Regions from separate parts of the Mus musculus genome. Here all the other regions are linked to region 4. Evidence: chromatin contacts called from public ChIA-PET, Hi-C and HiChIP or PLAC-seq data. All regions are on one chromosome and are shown on one strand. The core of a region is the stretch at or near the end of the contact, and the rest is flanking DNA. Distances in the headings are between cores, read along the strand shown. Region 1 holds the start of Wsb1 (WD repeat and SOCS box-containing 1). Region 2 has its middle 11 kb from the start of Gm30561. Region 3 has its middle 10 kb from the start of Gm30470. Region 4 overlaps Ksr1 (kinase suppressor of ras 1).

Region 1 (2,700 bases), core at 58-2,557, 180 kb after region 4:
AGAGGGTAGTAGCTCAGTTATAGCCTGACCTGGAACTCTTCACACACTCATGGAGTCCTGCCCCTACCTTTAGCATGGACATGAAAATCCAATTGACAAAACTGTAAAGTCAGTGTCTACTGACGATAATTTTGTTCAACGAATGTCATCCAATGGGCTCAAAGGTGACTCCTTTGAGAGAATTTAAATAATGCTAAGTGCTTTAAAGGGGCCAACGGGCAGGTCTGGCCCACGCCCTTCCACTCCCCATTGTCCAGGCTTCAGCCAGACGCGTGACAGGTCTAGCCACGGCTACATCCTCTGTACAATAGCCCTCCTTCAGCCATTCCACCTATTCTCACGGCTCCTTCCACCCCCACCCCCCCGTGTAGGTGGGCAACATATTCCCTCCTTAGAACCCTTCACTTTCATAACGCCATCCTTTAAAAAACACTAAAACTTTTTTTTCTACGCCGCTGACACCTCTCCAGGTCCCTTTCTCAATAGAGTACCGGACATACAGATGCTGCTGTTCCTGCTGCGCCTCAAAAAACACAAAAGTTCACAACTTCTTCCCACCAAAGAGAGCCTAGGATAGACCACTTAGCCTATGCTAGTAACTCTCCAGGTCCATTCGATATCCAAGACACAGCCGGGAGAATCCCAGGACGTCCGATCCGCACCCCAGCTGTGATGGTGTCACTAGGGTTTGCCCGGCGCTGAGCAAACTCGGGAGGCCCGCTCTGGGTCCATTCACTCCCGGCCGACGCCCATCGCGGGACCGCTTCCTCCCGCCACGCAGCGTCAGTCCTTGCTCCTCTCCATTTCTCCGGAGCCCGGGCATCCGGTCCCCCGCGCTCGTGGGCCTTGGCATCGGACTTCCCCGTTCTCCCATCCCCCACCCCCGTTTTCCCCCCGGGCCCCGGAGCCAGCCCCTTCACGCTCTGCCGGTAGACCCCGCGCTCCCCCTCCATCCCGAGCCTCACCGATCTCTTTCTCGTTAACCCTCGGGGGAAAGCTGGCCATCTATGGGGCACCGTCTGATTCCGGGAACTCGATTCGGACGCGACAACAGAGAAGGGACTCAGCGGGGGCTGAGGGGCGTGACGCGGGCTCAGGCTCTCCCGGGTGTGGAGACTGCAGAGAGAGCGCGGGCGGCCGCTGCGGCTTCTGCGGACTGCCCGGAGGAAATCACCGGAATGCCTGGAACAAAGCCACCGGGTCACACTCAGACAAAAGAGCCGGCGCGCCTTCCACTCACAGACTCACACAGCCCGCCAATGCTTCCGCCGCCAAACCAGACACTGAGACAAGATGGCGGGCGGCACTGATAATATCTGGGAGGCGGGGTGTAGTGGGTGACGTCAGACCATCAGGCCCCGCCCCTCGACGCAGGGGACGTGATGGTCTGGATTCACGGACGGGCGTGAGCCCTCAAAGCGCGACCTGCGGGCATTTTCGAAGTCGAAGGCTCATTGCCAAGGGCAAGCCCGGGATTATATAATGCACGTGACCGAACCGGAAAGGGCAAAGTAGACGTTTCACGTGCTTAATCCCTTTTAGCTACGTCTCTGGCTCCTTAGTACCTGGGAAGTGAAGGTTGCGCTGAAGAAAGATATGATGGAAACTAGCATAGTGGTGTCCAATTGGTCAGGACAGAACAAACTGGTTTTAGGAAAGACTCAGTTGATGAAGGAGACCCAGGGTGATGGGCACCTCTGAGGCCTCCCCAAGACTGCCTCTGTTCTAATTGGTCCCTAAAGTCAGGTCTCCTGAAGAGCTGGCCAATATGACCTCTACCTCAGAATCTGCCCTTCTTCCACAGAAGTTGAGGTCTCTAGGAAGCAGCTAGCTATTCCACATCATTGTTTGGGTGTGCCCCACATCTCAATCTAAGTACCATCTATAAATGATGTCATTGCATTTTAGTGGCCCTTGCGGGACTCTTTCTTCCAAAGGATAACAGATAACGGCTTAGATTTTCTCAGATACTCCTGGAAGACAGAATTGCCCAGCATAACTTTAGATCTCAAACACCATAGGTAGTGCATGTACTGTGTGCATGTCCCTTTGCCCAAGGTAGAAATTCTTAAGATCATGATGATTAATAGAAATAAATCATCCCCTTCTTTAAAAAAAATTACTTGGTTACTGCTTGACAATATGTTTGTCCAGAACTTCATGCACGGCAATGGTGCTGCCTGACGAACAGTAGAAGGAAAAAGAAAATTCAATCTTGTCAAATACAGACCATTATTGTCCCCTAATGTTTTTAGCTTATTTATTTATTATGTGTGTATGAGATATGTGCATGTTTTTGAGTCTTTTTTTTTTTTTGAGAGTTCATGTGTCTTAAATGCTTCTGTGTGAATGCAGGCATTCAGAGGTCAGATGACATCCTAGGATATGAGTCCTCACCTCCCACCTTTCCTGAGACAGGGTCTCTCATGATTTCAGTGCTTGTATACCATGCTAGCTGGCCCTGTAACTTCCCGACTCCCTGACAGCCCTGTTAGAGTGAAGGGATTGTAGAGTAGTAGTCTGTAATCTCCTGCCTTCTGCTTTAACCTGGGTTCTGGGCTTTCGAACGGTCAGGTTTGCATTTTCACCTCTGAGCCATCTTCCCAGCTATTTTTTTTTTGAGTTTTCATACAAAAATATGCAGATTTCACAAACTTGCAGGGCTGGAGGAGGGGGGTATAGCTCAGTTAGTAAAATATT
Region 2 (2,700 bases), core at 14-2,513, 220 kb after region 4:
AATAGGAAAGAGGGGTGTGAGCTACTGTGGGGAGGAACCCAAGAGCAGAACCTAGCACAGAAAGAGATATGAATAAGCCTGGTATCTGGGGAAACTGAATTCAACATGTACTAGCATGCATGTGTGCCTGCATGCGCACACGTGTACACACACATCAAAACAAAACATGAAATTACATTGGCAGGCACTGATGGGTGCTGTGTTTGGAGAAAGTTGACACCACTTACCAGCAGCTACAAATGAACACTTTTTTCCCCAGTTCTCAAATATAGAAAGTGCTGCTCTGTCACACCAGACCTTTCCAGTCCAGATCCAGGCCAGAGGAAGAAGGCATGACTGGCCTCCTGAAAGACTTGTACAGCAAGAATTAGGTGTTTAAAAGGAAGCAGGAAGTTTCTTAGTTTCTTTTTGAATCAACCCTTCCTTCGACTTTCTTGTCCCTTGAATAACAGTCAATGGAAGGAAGAAGAAATGGAGGTTTGGGGCTGGAGAGATGGCTCAGTGGTTAAGACCACCGACTGCTCTTCCGAAGGTTCTGAGTTCAAATCCCAGCAACCACATGGTGGCTCACAACCATCTGTAATGAGATCTGATGCCCTCTTCTGGTGCATCTGAAGACAACTACAGTGTACTTAGATATAATAATAAATAAATCTTTAAAAAAAAAATGGAGGTTTTTGGATTTTTTTTCTTTTTTGGTTTTTCGAGACAGGGTTTCTCTGTATAGCCCTGGCTGTCCTGGAACTCACTTTGTAGACCAGGCTGGCCTCACACTCAGAAATCCACCTGCCTCTACCTCCCAAGTGCTGAGATTAAAGGTGTGTGCCACCACTGCCCAGCATAAACAGAGGTTTTATTTTACTTGACTTCTTAGAGTTTTAGGGGGCTTTCAGGTTATGTAGTCCAGGCTAGCTCAGAACTTGTGATGGTCTAACCTCAGTATCCTGAGTGCTGAGATCCTAGGGATGTGCCGCCACACCCACCTGCCATCTCTTTCATCTTAGGTTTTGAGTGTGCATCTTGGGAGGTTCCTAAGGAATAGCAGGTCTTGTCTCTGTCCTGTCCTTGTTGGACTTTTATGCTGTTACAGCCAGGAGATGGGTGCCACACCAGATGTGGGTGTTTGGGAACTCATTGCCTCTTTGTCTGGCAGTGTGCATATTTCTTTATGGAAGCCCAGCATGTTGCAGCTTCTCTCTCCTGCCCGCCACATATAGCTGCTTGTTGTTTTGGCTCCTCCCACAACCTAGTCCACTAGTCTGGTAAAGCATAAACCTTGCCCTGGAGGAGCTGTCACAGCATGGGGAAGAGTGCAGTAATGACAGAGAGCAGAGTCTTAATTAGGGTTTTTATTGCTGCAATAAAACATCATGACCAAGGAAACCTGGGAGGAAAGGGTTGATTCAGCTTGCACTTCCTGAAGGCAGCTGCAGATGCAGAGACCCTGCAGAATACTCCTTATGGGTTTGCTCTGCATGGCTTGCTCAGTCTGCTTTCTTATAGAACCCAGGAACACCAGCTCAGGGATGATACCACCTATCAATCTCTAATTAAGAAAATGTCCCAGAGGCATGATCTACAGCCTGATCTGGGTTTTTTTGTTTGGTTGGTTGGTTTTTGGTTTTCAAGATCTCTCTGTGTAGCCTTGGCTGACCTCAAACTAAGAGATCCACTTGCCTCTACCTCATGAGTGCTGGAACTAAATGTGTGTAGCACCACTACAAAGCCAGCCTGAAGTTATAGAGACATTTCTTTTTTTTTTTTCTTTTCTTTTCTTTTTTTTTTTTTTTTTTTTTTTTTTTTTTGAGACAGGGTTTCTTTGTGTAGCCTTGGCTGTCCTGGAACTCACTCTGTAGACCAGGCTGGCCTTGAACTCAGAGATCCGCCTGCCTCTGCCTCCCAAGTGCTGGGATTAAAGGCGTGCGCCACCACACCCGGCAATATAGAGACATTTCTGAAGGCCCCCTCTTCTCTGTGTCAAGTTGACATAAACCAGAAAAAGTGGCTAGACAAAACACACTGAGAGGTCAAAAGTGAATCCCTGAGATGAACAATCTTCTGAGGAGTAGGCAACTCAGTACAACAGCAGAACTGATGGCTGGCTCCTACCGTGGTCCTCTGTCTCTGTCTCTCTCTGTCTCTCTCTCTCTCTCTGTCTCTCTCTCTTTCTTTCTCTCTCTGTTTTATTTTTTGAAACGGGGTCAAATTCCTGATCTTCTCCAGTGCTGGAATTACGGGCATGAACCATCTGTTTTATCGTGTTGGGTTTTTTTTTTTTAATATAAGATTTATCTTATGTGTGTGGATGTTTTGCCTGAATGCATGTTTGTACAACGCAACACATCCATGCCTGATCCCCACAAAGGACAGAAGGGGGCTCCAGATCCCCTGAAACTGGAGCTACAGATGGTTGTGAGCCACCATGTGAGTGCTAAGAATCAAACCTTGGTCCTCTGAGCATCTCTCCGGCCCCTGTCTTGTTCTTTTAAATAGTGGAGAGGTGTTTCCTTTCTATGTCTGTGCCATTATCAATAGCAATACTTGTTTTCCCTCTAGAGACAGGGTCTTTTCTTTTTTCTTTTCTTTCTTCCTTTTTTTTTTTGTTTTGTTTGTTTGTTTTGGTTTTTCAAGACAGAGTTTCTCTGTATAGCCCTGGATGTCCTGGAACTCACTTTGTAGACCAGGCTGGCCTCTAACTCA
Region 3 (2,700 bases), core at 4-2,503, 140 kb after region 4:
CCACTTCAAGAAGTTTCATAGCTTCTGCCCAATCGCCAACCTGGATAAATTGTGGGTGCTGGTCAGTGAGCAGACATGGGTCAATGCTACAAAACAAACAAACAAACAAGACAGCAGCTGCTCCCGTATGTGGTGTCCAATCAATCCGGCAACTTGTTCTAGGAAAGGGAAAGCTCCCTAGGCAGCTGTCATCATGAAGGCCAAATTCCTCGGCAGAAGAGCTGAAGAGAAGATAAAGGATGTTGGAGGTACCTGTGCTCTGGTGGCTTGAAGCCACCCAGGGGGTTAATTAAATGCTAATATTAAAAAAAATCTCTATGGGAACACATGTTGTAAATCGTCCTGGAATTTTTTACCTCATCCAACTATTGGTTGCTGTGGGGGTTTTTTTTTGTTTGTTTGTTTGTTTTTTTTTTTGAGACAGGGTTTCTCTGTGTAGCCTTGACTATCCTGGAACTCACTGTGTAGATCAGGCTGGACTCGAACTCACAGAGTTCGGACTGCCTCTGCCTGGGATTAAAGGGTTGCACCGCTCCTTCCTGTTCTTTAGAGTCTTCAATGAAGGGCTGGTTTCCCTTTCCTGTGTCCCCTTCGTTTTCCAAGTCTTTCTGGCTGCCTCAGATACCAGGACAAGTCTTTTGTATTCATAATTCGTGGAGTGCAGGGAGGTGAGGAGTCCAACCACGGGATCAGTGTGGCTTGAAACCTACTGTGTGGCCTTATTGTTACTTCATACTCCCGGGGTGGCTCTTGGGAAATAGCTGAGATTTCCAGACCGAGGCAAGTCTGTTGTTCTCTGGAACCTGGGAGGGAAGGAAAAGGGGAGCCTAGAGGGCCGGCGTGGGTCAGGTAGGCCATCTATAACTGTGGGATCCTCTTCTTCCTGGTGAGGGCCCAGGCTAGTATTTCTGGAACAACCCTGTTGCAGGACCCACAGTGATCACTATTTAGGAAATGTGTCTGCAAACAGTGTTGGGAACACCACAGGAGGAAGAGGCCGGAGTAGAAGATGAAATTATTCCTTGCAGTGCGGAGCTGTGATTTCCTAGCCCCTCTGGGCAGGATGTGCAATGCACTGTCCCTGTCCCATACACCTCAGGTCTTGGATTTCCCAGCCCAGATTGTGGCCGTTCCCTCACACTGCAGGCTTTGGCGCCCCCTGCCGGCCCCGGAGAGCCGTGCCACGCTCCGAGTCCCAGCGATGCCAGAAGGGCATGTCACTGCTGGGGCAGGATTAAGTCACTAGAAAGAAAGGAAATGAGTCACCACTCTTCGCAGCTGGGGGCGGCCTGGGGAGAGTGTCGAGATAAGGATACAGGAACTAGGGACAATGGCGGGAAGTGAGAGGAATGTGGGCCCAGGACAGCCTTCAGTACCCTCTGCACCCTGGACCAGCAAGGGAACCCTCCGAGGGAGGCAATAGGGGTGGGACGGGCTGAACCTTGGGTTGTTGGAAGAGAATGGGACAGAGGACAGCCCAGGGCGCCCATATCATCTTTCCCACATCCATTGAACTTCCTAAAAACCTTAGCTAGACTTCCTGAGAACTCCTGTAAGGCCCTTAGCATAAGACACAAACTGTAAGAACACCCCAACACTCGCCAGGGAACATGGGCAGTGTAAACATGGGTCGTGCTATTTCCAGCTATGGAGTCTATTTTCCAGAAGGAAAGTGTTCCCTCAGTAGTAAAGATCTCTGTAGTCCTTGCCCGGGGATTTAGGAGAGTTGGCCTTCGACCTCAAAATAGCTCTGGTCCCATCTGGATTAAGATGTCTGACAGCAGGCCCACAATTTGAAGTTGGAAAGTCTGTTCCAAACCAGTTGTCCGTTCCTTAAGTCCTGAATGTTCCTTCGTTAAGTAGTCATCCCTTTGTCCTGAAAAAATAAGATAACTTTATGTTCTATCTCAGACAAGAAGGGCTTTCCATGTGACCTTCCAAGGTGGCCCACTCGAGTTGCCCCTCATGTCTCAGGTGTGTGTGTTGAGTTCCCTCAGTAGGTCTCTACTTCCTGGAGGGCCTTTCCTCTGTTGTTCCTTTGAGCCAGAATTGAGACAGTCACCAGTGGAACTGGGTCTGCTAGAGAGTCATGGCCAGTGGGCAATTGGAGAAGAAGTAATGGACCCACCAGGAAATATCCCACTGGAAAGAGAAGAGCAGAAATTATTTTCACATATGAACATGTCTGGGCCTGCCAAAGGGGTGCCTAGAGTCCTCCAGTCCCTTAGGTGATGATTCTCCCAGAAGACATCTGTCTTGTCTGTCTTGTCCTACTCATTCCAGCCCACAACCCTGTCACGTGGGTGAGTCTACCAAGTGTCTCCTGAACACTAATGGTAAGTTTCCCATGGGACAAGAGAGCATTGTGGGATCTTCTCCCCTCTGGTGGTCTCAGCAGTGCGGGGCCACGATGACTCAGGGAACAGAGCTGCATCTAATCAGTCCAGATCTCCTTAGGATTTTGATAGGCGTCCCTGAGGCTGTCACCAGTCCCCTCCCTTCCCCAGATGGCCCCCTGTGCACACAGTACCCAGTATGCATATTCCGAGTCCACACAGATCTTTATGCTTTTTCCTCTGCTGGGCTTCAGAGCTCTTGTCTGAGCTGAGTTCAGGGGGTTTCAGTGTCAGCCAGAAGGGATTTCAGTCTCAAACTGTCTTCACAGCATATCCCAATCTTCTGATTCCATCCTGAACAAAT
Region 4 (2,700 bases), core at 3-2,502:
AACAGCAAACAGCAAAAGCTTGCCTGAACTAAGTATACTGAACTAGAATATAGGACCCCCACAAGTAACATGTTAAGCTCCCCCGCCCCACCATGAAGGCAGGGCCTGTATCCATCTCACCCATTTCTGCCCCCTCATGCCCGGTACTGCACCTGGGTGTGACTTGGGCTCCCAATGGCAGAGGAAGGAAAGCCCAGGGTTCTAATCTCAGGATTTCCACTCAGTCTCTTCTTCCACTATAAGTGGCTTGCAAACCACACCTTCTGAGGGTTGACCAGAGGCAGGCCTACTTATCAGATAGCTGTGAGAACTCAAAACTACCCTTTTCCACACTGATGAAAGAGGCGGCTAGGCTCCTAATGTTAACAGTATCGTCAATAATAGCCATCCATCCCAGAGAGGGGCCCACAGGCTGGACCTCTGGGGGATGATTAATAACACCTGTTTTACATAGGACTTTGGCTGTGGCCAACTGATGTGGGGAAGTGCTAGTCTGAGGGTCTCCAGTTCCACTTGTCTGCCTTCCCCAAGCCATGTTCAGCCCCTCGCTCATCTTTGTGCCAATGACCCTCTTGCCATGAATCCCTGGACCTAGGCTAGGCGTCTGCGCTCCTTCCTCCGGGAAGCCTCTAGGCCCTCACCCAGGTGACTGTCAGTCCTTCCAGCTGGTCTGGCTCTCTTCCTTTAGGTTACAAGTTCTGCATAGCCACAGGTCTAGTCTGCATCTCTGAGTACCATCAGATGCCCAGTCTGCATCTCTGAGTACCATCAGATGCCCAGAAGCCTGGCACATGGCCTGGGCCTCACAGCCACACTCATTCCATACCCTACCACCAAGCTATACCTTATTGGATATAAAGATATTGGAGTTCTGGGTTAAGTATCGCAAAGCAGGCCAGGGGCAGGGCTGTGCAACACTGCCAATGGGGCCTGAGCTGAGTGAGGAACATGGCAAGTCCCTGCTGTGCTATGACTGCTGGCAGCTCTGGGGTCCTGGAGCTGCTGTCTCCTGTGAACTCACTTACTGAGGAGCAGTGCTCTATCCTGCCCAAGCAAAACAGCAGCAGCTGGCGTGTTAGGGTTCCCATCCCAGGGAGATGGGGCTGCTCTCACTTTCTGTGAAAGTTAGTGAAGTCTCGGAAGCACCAAACGGCCACTTTCTGAGACAAACCGCAGCAGGCCTGCCAGCCAAGCCCAGGGGGTGTGCCAGGGGACCTCACATCGATGGTGTCATTTCCTCTTTGCCACAAAACCCACAAGATCTGCATTTTCCGGAATTTAAAAGCACCAGAGGTTCCAGCGGGGTGGCCGCCTACAGAGCTAAGAGTCGTCACGTCATCGCTAGGATGCTGGCCACAGGTAGGGCCTCGGTCTGCCCACCTTGACAGCCATTTGCATCAAGAGTACTTGCCCCACTGTTCTCCACACAGCCAGGTTTACACAGTGTAAAAGCTCTGGTGAGCCCACAAACAAGTTGGCAGGTCCTGTATACAGCAAGCACTCACTAAGGTCCACTCTCTGCTCCGAGCTTTGATAGTTAGGATCAAAGATCTTAGAGAAAAGCCCCGGGGCTCAGCCTCAACCTCGGAAATGCAGCGACACGTGGAACTGTTGAACTACCTACAAGAATATTTGGAACTGGCAAGAAAAATGCAAGTCCCACAGTGTAACTGCAAGCTACTCAGGCCACCCTTGAAGACCACCTGGGCATGAGGAAGACTGTTAGCTCTACTTGGGTGGAACTGTCAATGAACTAAATCCTGTCCATTCAAAATATTGTAAATATGGGCTGGAGAGATGGCTCAGCAGTTAGGAGCGCTTAGGGCTCTTGCAGAGGACCTGAGTTCAGTTCCCAGCACCCATGCCAGGAGGCTAACAATTGTCTGGGGCTCCTCTAGCTCCAGAGGATCCCAAGCCTCTGACCTGTGAGGATACAAGCACTCATATGCACATACCACCCCCCCCACATGCACGCATGCACGCACGCAATCAAAAATAAGCCAGGCTTGGTGGTGAACACTTTTAATTCCAGCGTTCAGAAGGCAGAGGTCAGTGAATCTCTAAGTTAAAGAGCAGCCAGGGCTACACAGAGAAACCCTGTCTCAAAATAACTAGACCAAACCAAACCAGACCAAACCAACCAAATACACACACACACACACACAAAGACACAGGGACATGAGGGAAGACTCAGCTCTGAGACCACAGGCTGGCCATAAAGTCCCTCGCTGCCTCAGTTCCCTGTGGAAAAACACAGTCAAGGGATTCCCAGTGCCAGCCTCAGTCACAATAGGGTTGATGAACCTGAAAGGCGAAACTGTGTAGCCTGAGCCAGGGCAGTGGTGGATACCTGTACTCCCAGCACGTGGGAGAAGAGTTCAACGTCATCTTTGGCTATACAGTAAGTGTGACACCTGCCTGAGCCACATGGGACCCTGGGGGTGGGATGGGGGACCACACCAAATAAATTGCCTGAGCAGGGAAATGCTTGCTCAGTGATGGTTAGCATCCTTGCCAGGTGGTCTTCAGGTCCTCTTTCATCACCTCAATGGCAAGGACTATAGCAGTGGGGTGCTTGCCCATCTCTGGAGTTACCCCCCTCTCTGGGGTAAGAGCTAAAGGCAATGATAGCTAATGTTGACCACAGAATAATGTTTGGGATAACAGATCAGGAATGTTTAAGCATAATGTGCGTTGTGA

The links. A called contact is a pair of places that touch in the nucleus more often than the background predicts. ChIA-PET counts read pairs in DNA pulled down with a chosen protein or histone mark. HiChIP or PLAC-seq counts read pairs in DNA pulled down with a chosen protein or histone mark.
Region 1: an RNA polymerase II ChIA-PET map of effector CD8 T cells shows a contact between it and region 4, with 16 read pairs. The contact joins the promoter of Wsb1 here to the enhancer-like site in region 4. A contact is called at or near these places in 1 of 39 promoter capture datasets (macrophages), 2 of 484 Hi-C or Micro-C datasets (cranial neural crest and erythroblasts), 4 of 115 datasets of contacts at active chromatin or transcription factors (effector CD8 T cells, forebrain, memory CD8 T cells and 1 more) and 4 of 9 other capture datasets (adipose tissue, liver, macrophages and 1 more).
Region 2: an H3K27ac HiChIP or PLAC-seq map of the HPC-7 cell line shows a contact between it and region 4, with 10 times the contacts expected there. The contact joins two enhancer-like sites. A contact is called at or near these places in 4 of 39 promoter capture datasets (the C10 cell line, the HPC-7 cell line, embryonic stem cells and 1 more), 1 of 15 datasets of contacts at CTCF or cohesin (large pre-B cells), 6 of 484 Hi-C or Micro-C datasets (the G1E-ER4 cell line, the HL-1 cell line, adipose-derived mesenchymal stem cells and 3 more), 6 of 115 datasets of contacts at active chromatin or transcription factors (the HPC-7 cell line, bone marrow-derived macrophages, embryonic stem cells and 2 more) and 3 of 9 other capture datasets (adipose tissue, liver and pancreatic islet).
Region 3: a Hi-C map of bone marrow-derived macrophages shows a contact between it and region 4, with 43 read pairs. The contact joins two enhancer-like sites. A contact is called at or near these places in 5 of 15 datasets of contacts at CTCF or cohesin (CD8 T cells, the NIH/3T3 cell line, embryonic stem cells and 2 more), 34 of 484 Hi-C or Micro-C datasets (B cells, CD4 T cells, ECoMG-derived neutrophils and 24 more), 19 of 115 datasets of contacts at active chromatin or transcription factors (CD8 T cells, the HPC-7 cell line, the NIH/3T3 cell line and 13 more) and 4 of 9 other capture datasets (adipose tissue, embryonic stem cells, liver and 1 more).

What each region holds. Positions count from the first base shown.
Region 1 is chr11:79,253,388-79,256,087 of GRCm38.p6, forward strand. Wsb1 (WD repeat and SOCS box-containing 1) reads right to left here and starts at 1,308. Exons shown (of 9, transcript NM_019653.3): 1 at 966-1,308. The coding sequence starts at 1,005.
Region 2 is chr11:79,292,833-79,295,532 of GRCm38.p6, forward strand. No RefSeq gene overlaps it. Among named protein-coding and RNA genes, the nearest start is that of Gm30561, 11 kb to the right of the region's middle. Within about 2 kb of position 1,264, at least 30 of the 459 cell types and tissues checked have an H3K27ac peak or open chromatin away from gene starts, as enhancers often do. A contact at or near this core is called in the HPC-7 cell line and bone marrow-derived macrophages, where this site is marked.
Region 3 is chr11:79,212,973-79,215,672 of GRCm38.p6, forward strand. No RefSeq gene overlaps it. Among named protein-coding and RNA genes, the nearest start is that of Gm30470, 10 kb to the right of the region's middle. Within about 2 kb of position 1,254, at least 119 of the 459 cell types and tissues checked have an H3K27ac peak or open chromatin away from gene starts, as enhancers often do. A contact at or near this core is called in CD8 T cells, the G1E-ER4 cell line, the HL-1 cell line and 6 more, where this site is marked.
Region 4 is chr11:79,075,474-79,078,173 of GRCm38.p6, forward strand. The region is part of intron 1 of Ksr1 (kinase suppressor of ras 1); the gene reads right to left. Among named protein-coding and RNA genes, the nearest start is that of Gm11201, 53 kb to the left of the region's middle. Within about 2 kb of position 1,253, at least 115 of the 459 cell types and tissues checked have an H3K27ac peak or open chromatin away from gene starts, as enhancers often do. A contact at or near this core is called in CD8 T cells, the G1E-ER4 cell line, the HL-1 cell line and 9 more, where this site is marked.